Linked DNA regions of Mus musculus: region 1 is linked to region 2. A link is a contact called in public promoter capture Hi-C data. All regions are on one chromosome and are shown on one strand. The core of a region is the stretch at or near the end of the contact, and the rest is flanking DNA. Distances in the headings are between cores, read along the strand shown.

Region 1 (3,321 bases), core at 445-2,944, 2.1 Mb after region 2:
TACAAGGGCAATTGTCCGTGCTTCTGTGTAAGTAAGATTGTTGTGTTGAAGAGAAAGTTAATATGTACCTGTCAATATGTAACTGTTCATGTGTATCACTGCTTGGTTTGGGTGAGAGCATGCAAGCTCTCACCCAGTATAGAAAAACCCTTTCTCGGTACTGTGAGTAAAGCAGGTACTAACAAATCTTGTCCTGTTTGTCCACTAAACAGGTCCCCTTGTTTGATCTGTAATTCCCTACAACCAGGGTTCTGCATCTTTTTGTATCATGGTCATTTATTTTGCCACAAAGCATCTCTCCATGTATGATGCTTTCTTTTTTTGCTTAAGTTTTCTTAACAGTTCTTAACAATTTAAAGCCTTGTTTAAAGAGCCAAACAGTTGACTTTTAGTCAAACCATATCTCAACGTTATCTCGGATTATCATTTATGATTCTACTCACCTTTAAAGTACGGCAGAGTGAACCATCTATTTTATGACTCTCAGAAGAATTCACATGCTCTTCTTCATGGACTCTTCACAGTAGCCCAGGGAGATACATGTTATTATAACATTTCACGTCTGTGAAAATCTCAAAGATGTTTAGAGTCCTGCCCAAACCTACATAGTCAATATTGGGACTGGAGCTCCAGGTGCCCAATTGCTTTCCCAGCCAGCCAGCCCCTCTTTTCTTCCAAAGGGGACTTTCAAGTCACATCCTTCCTTGTCTTTGGAGGAAATAATGGAGAGGTTACAAACAATCAGTTGGAAATAGGCTTGAAGAGGAGAGAACCTGGGCTGCTCTTACAGAGGGGATACCAGTCCACACTCTCCCACGGGCCTGGTTGCCTCTGTGTTCAGAAGTTGCCAATAGTCTGCTTATTTATTTGCCTATTTAATGATGCTGGGATAGGGCACATGCTGGGTGAGCATGCTACTATTGCACTATGTCACTAGCCCTCTTTCTACTTCTTTTATTTTGAGCTGCTGGCCTCATTAAATTTCCCAGGCAGACCTTTAATGAGTGGTCTTCCTGCTTCCATGTCCAGAATCTGGATTATATCTCTCAAGGGAAAGCTGAGGTCTCCACCTGGCGTCAATGCATAGTGCTGTCTGCTGGATATGTATATCTATCAAGAGCTCCCTGGGTGTCTAGAACTAAATAGATCTGACATTGGTTTCAGCTTCTTCCTCCACCCATTCGAAGTTGTCTCTTCCTTTACTCAGAAAAGGCATTTAGCTACTCAAGGGGGAAAAATAAAATAAAATAAAATTGGGAATCGCTTCGGTTTCTGTTATCAGAAGCAGACATTCCTGTGCAGGCCTCCTGAACTGACACTGGTGTGTACCCCTCCTGCCTACCTCCACCTCCGGCCGGCTCCTCCACATTCTCCGGGCCACCCTGCAGAATCCCACTACGAAGTTGTTTGCACGGTTTCACTGGGGGCCGAAAGCACCTCAGCACCAAGGGGTAAACATCCAAACTCCTTAAGCTAGCTGGTTCCTGCCTCTGCCCAAAGCCTGCAGTGGCGGAGAAGGAGCTGCCTGAGACCCGCCCAGAGATGACGCTTACTGCGCAGGGCGGGCCAATATCAAGAAAGGACGGAATTGTCTGAGAGCGAAAACCAATTCAGAAAGAGAGGCGGAGCTCGGGGCGGGGCTCCAGGCTCCGCCCAAGGCCCAGCTTTCCTCCCAGCAGAACCTGTGTGGCACAGCTGGGAGCCTGCACGTTGGCGGAATGGACCCGTCCTGGGCCACGCAAGAGAGTGAGGCGGTGGCAGAGAAGGTGCTCCGGTACCGGCGGGACGCGTCGGGCTGGAAGAAGTGTCGGGAAGGCGTGAGTGAGGGACTGGGCGGGAAAAGGGGTCTGGAGACTGCTCGCAGGGTTTGGAGTCCTCCAAACTCCTAGGCTTCTCCTCTCCCCGAGATTATCCGCACCCTGGACCCCAGAGGTGGGTTGAGAAACTGATTCCACTGCGGGTTGATGCTCTCTGGGACTCCTGGAGGTCTCTGCCCCTTTCATTTCGAAACCCACTCAAGGTCATCTGACTGCTAGGAGGTTAGGATTGGATCTGAAACTCCAAGTACCAAGTCTTTCCTCCGTTCATTGTTGCACAATCCCTCTCCCAGGGAGTGACAGGGAAATAGTTTCCTTCCTTGGCGCTTCTGATTTAAAAAAAAAAAAAAAAAAAAAAAAGCCTTAAATTGCTTGAGAAAACAAAAAGTTCTTGGTGGCATTAAGGCGACTGGAGAGACTCCCACAGCTCCAGGAATCAGCCAGCCAGGATCGCTCTGCTCATCGCCTGCAGTAGGGGGCAGTTACCCCAACTGTGCCAGGAACAGGTTGGGTGACCTTGGGGAATCAAGTCTTGAGATCTCCTCTCCAAGACTTCCTCTAGCTCTAAAATTCTACAATCCTATGCCTTTTGACAGAATGGAGTTTCAATTTCCTGGAGGCCATCTGAGGAGTTTCCAGGGAATCTGTAAGTGCGCACTTTTAACAAAGTCTGTCAGAACCTTACTCCCGTCCTGGTGTCTCTGGGGTTGCATCATGAAAGATACCAATCCGCCCCAGCCTTCTGTGATCACTAGTTACCTTCCAGAAAAGCATTAGCTTGTGTTTTGAATCGTTTCTAGCAAGCTGTGTTCTGTGAGGACTTTGTACCTGTTTGTTTATGCAGGCTAGAGGGGAGATGGGCTAGCATATTTTAGGCCGTTTTCTGTCAGCAAGTCCTAGAACCAGAACAAAAATGTAATAGACCTGAGATAAAATCCTAAGATAAACAAGTTTAATTGACTCGGTGGATCAAATTCCTCTCCATTCTAGGTACCGAGGAGAAGGGATTCTGTGTGGGACACCAGAAGAGGTGTGGGATTGCATAAAGCCAGTTGCTTCGGGCCTCCGGGAGAAGTGGGATGATAATGTGAGCAGCTTTGAAATTGTCCAGAGCATCACGGATGTAAGTGTCTCTGGCTGTGTTATCTGTAGTGTCTTGTCTTGCTGCAACACCCCGACCCCACCTCTCTGAAGAGGGATCTATAACATCTGTAGGCAAGAGGAGTGCCATGCAGACGAGTCCAGCCTTGTCCCTGGCAGGAAACAATGTGTCTCTGAGAGACTAAGAAACCCTCAGCAGAATCTACAGACTATAGCTGAGGAATTGCAGGGCAAGGCTTGGCCTCCCCAGACAAAGAGGCAGGCCTGGATTTACACCAACAGATCTAGTTTGAAGCATTGTCTCTTAACAGAGCCACTTTGGTCCTTTGCCCACAGCGGGACCACTACAAGTCTCCTTCAGGAAAGCGTTCATCCTGCAGACCAGCCCTACCCAGCAGAAAGC
Region 2 (3,118 bases), core at 173-2,672:
TATTAACATCAAGGTTCTTTAGATGGAATAAACTAACAGGATGCTTACACAATGGAGAGATTGATTTTGAAGAATTAGCTCATAAGATTATGGAGGCTTCTGTGGTTAGCAAACTGAAGGCCTAGGATGGTGAAGGCCAACAGATCAAATACAAGGAGGACAAAGATTTCAGTTTTAATCTGAAGGAAGGACAAAGCTTGGCATCTGAGCCGAAAGGCTCCAATGGAGCCAGAATGGACAAAGATCCTCTCCTAGGAATAAAGTGCATTTAAAAAGGAGATATGCATATGCAGGCATTCTTTACCAAGGTGTGGTTTAGCTGCCCCTCATCTCAAGGTCCTTCCCAACAGGTCTTGTCATCTCCAGGAATAGTTACTTGCTCTGGAGGGCACAGCTTTTTAGCATAGATAATCACTTCTTCTGAGGACAGGTGTGACCTCTTCTTCAAGGTTCACCTTGCCTTAGATCATAAAGGTTTTTATGGCTGTCTGTTGTTCTCGGAATCTAAGGTGGCTGCAGGTTTAGAACTGGCATCTTTAGGGCTCATGTGAGGAAATGCAGCAGCACTTTCTATTGGCTTGTTATAATACCCCGGCGGCATGCTTTCAGTAGTGAGGCCATCCTGCTTAGCCTTGGTGCACATATATTGTAGACAAATTCCCTCTCTAGGTCTCAAATCCTTGCTGTCAGGATGATGCTTGGCATAGACTGGCTTGGAAAGCAGAAATATTTAGGCACTCCCCCTCTCCCCCATCTCAATATACCAACAACACAGCAGATACTCAGTAAGTTTACTATATTGACAAAAATAAATGTGTCTGCGATCTAGTTTTTGACACCCCAGAGCCCTCAGTAAGTAAATATTGAGTTCAAATAGAAGTTTGATCTTGCCAGTATGTTTGTTTCAGGAGCCACATACTTAATAGGATCCTGTTGAGGGAAATTCTCATTGTAATGTTGAGAACTAAGATAGGGGCTTGAGAGATGGCTCAGCAGCTAAGAATTACTATTTTTAGAGAGTGCATTAAGCTGTTAACAGCCCCATAGAGTATTCAGTTCTAGGGGACATGACGCCCTCTTCTGGCATCTGTACTAAGGTGTGATGTCGTCCTGCCCATGTATACATGGGCTTAAAAATAAAATCTTTGCCGAACATAGCGGCTGTATGCCTTTAATGTCAGCACTCAGGAGACAGAAGCAGGGTGGTCTCTTACGAGTTCAAGGCTAGCCTGGTTCACTTAGAGAGTTCAAGGTTCGCCGGTGTTGTAAAAGGGAGACTTTGTCCCGCCTCCCCGAAAAGACTTTCCATTGGCTTTCACTTAACCAACTCCAGACAGCCTCCCTCACACAGCCTATCAGAATGAGGGGGCGGGAGCTTCTGCGCCTCTGACTGACAGTAGCGGCTCCCGGAAAATGTCGTGGCCTGTCGCAGTCTAAGGGTGTGCGGCTGCCATGGACAGCGAGCAGCCCGACAGCCTGGATGGCTGGGTTCCGCTGCGTGAGGACCTCTTCCCGGAGCCCGAGCGCCATCAGCTGCGTTTCCTGGTGGCCTGGAACGCCGCGAAGGGCCAGTTCGCCGTCACCTGTCACGACCGCACGGCGCAGCGGCGGCGGCGCGAGCGGCGGGAGGCCGGCGACGGGGGATGTAGCTGGGCCGGGGTGCTGTCGCCCGCCGGGTTCCGCGGCGCGCACCGGCAGCTGGCGGCGCTGTGGCCGGCCCTGGAGCCCTGCTTCCCGCCGCTGCCGCCCGAGCTGGACGCGGCGAGCGGCGCGGGCTGGGGCCTGGGACGCGGGCTGTGGGCCCTCCTGTGGCCGCTCCTGTGGCCGGCGCCTGCGGACCCTGGCGACTCGGCGCTGCAGGAGCTGTGCCGGCAGCTGGAGCACTACCTGGGCCTGGCGGCCGAAGGATGCGGCGGCGCCACCGTGCGCGACGTGCTCTTCCCGGCCCCGGGTGACTCGGCAGACTGCGAGGGCCTGAGCGAGTTCCGCGAGAGGACGCTGCGCGCTCGCCTGGGCCAAACGGCCACCCGGCTGCACCAGGTATGAGGCCCCGGGCCGAGGGCGGGTCCGCGGGACACTCGTGATGCGCACCGGGCGTCGCTGGTGCACCTGCGCCTCTGTTGAGAGAGAGTGGGGACCTTGAAGTTGAAACACGGTGGTGGTGGTGTTTTGTGTTTTTTTGTTTTTGTTTTCTGCTAGGATTATCAGAGTTCGGCTCCGCGCCGCCTGGCTCTCTTGGTTTGTTGTTGTTGTTGTTGTTTTGGTTGTTTGTTTTTGTTTTTGAAACAGGGTCTCAATCTGTGGTCCAGGCTGGCTTTGAACTCAGGACATTCCTCTGCCTCAGCCTCTCCAGTCCTGGGGTTAGGTAAAAGTTTACTTGCAGTTCTGAGCCAGGCTCTGCGCTTCACCTTTTCCCTGTTCTGGGCAGAGCAGGATGTTGTAATGGGAAAGGCCAGAAATATGAAAGTAAAACTGAAAACAAGGCATGTCCGTCGGAATAAAAACATAAGCTAAGTGGAAGCAATTTGGGGTTCTCCGGAGAAGATGAGGGATGGCTAAAACTGTCTGAGGATGAATGACATTTAAAAGATAGTTTTATTATTTTTTCTTCAAGCAATAAGGATTTTTATTATTATCTTCAAGCAGATGGAAAGCCCTCGGGGAGTGAGGCTTTACTCATCTGCCTTTAATGGCAACAACAAGAAGGCTCTTTTGGACCAGATAATTTGAGACACACACATTCATTATTTGTGTGGTAAACTTAACAGACCCTAAAGAGTGGGGACTTTTCACTTCACTGGAAGATTTAGGGAGAATGTATAAGTTTTACCCAGCAACAATTTCACGAAGAGAGCCAAGTTTCAGAGCTTCATTCCACATTCTGGACACTCCTCGGACATTTCCTGTTTTTCCTTATTGAGCCACGGTTCCAGTGTGTTTTCTGTTGCTCTGCTAAACACTCTGACCAGAAGCGACTCTGGGCAGAAAGGGCCTATTTGGCTTACAGGTTACATTCCATCATCAAGGGAAGCCAGGATAGGTTCTGGAGCACAGATATGGACGAAGGCTGGTTACTGGCTGTATGGCTACCTTTCTTAGCCCGGGACCACCTGCCCCC

Evidence for each region. Promoter capture Hi-C pulls out the DNA fragments that hold promoters and counts their contacts.
Region 1: a contact with region 2 is called in a promoter capture Hi-C map of liver, with 2.8 times the contacts expected there. The contact joins the promoter of Stard5 here to the promoter of Whamm in region 2. A contact is called at or near these places in 2 of 39 promoter capture datasets (liver and pre-B cells).

The regions. Positions count from the first base shown.
Region 1 is chr7:83,630,323-83,633,643 of GRCm38.p6, forward strand. It overlaps Stard5 (StAR-related lipid transfer (START) domain containing 5), which reads left to right and starts at 1,695. Exons shown (of 6, transcript NM_023377.4): 1 at 1,695-1,817; 2 at 2,414-2,463; 3 at 2,808-2,940. The coding sequence starts at 1,719. Gm16638 (predicted gene, 16638) reads right to left here and starts at 1,519. Exons shown (of 4, transcript NR_166697.1): 1 at 444-1,519.
Region 2 is chr7:81,569,870-81,572,987 of GRCm38.p6, forward strand. It overlaps Whamm (WAS protein homolog associated with actin, golgi membranes and microtubules), which reads left to right and starts at 1,423. Exons shown (of 10, transcript NM_001004185.3): 1 at 1,423-2,040. The coding sequence starts at 1,453.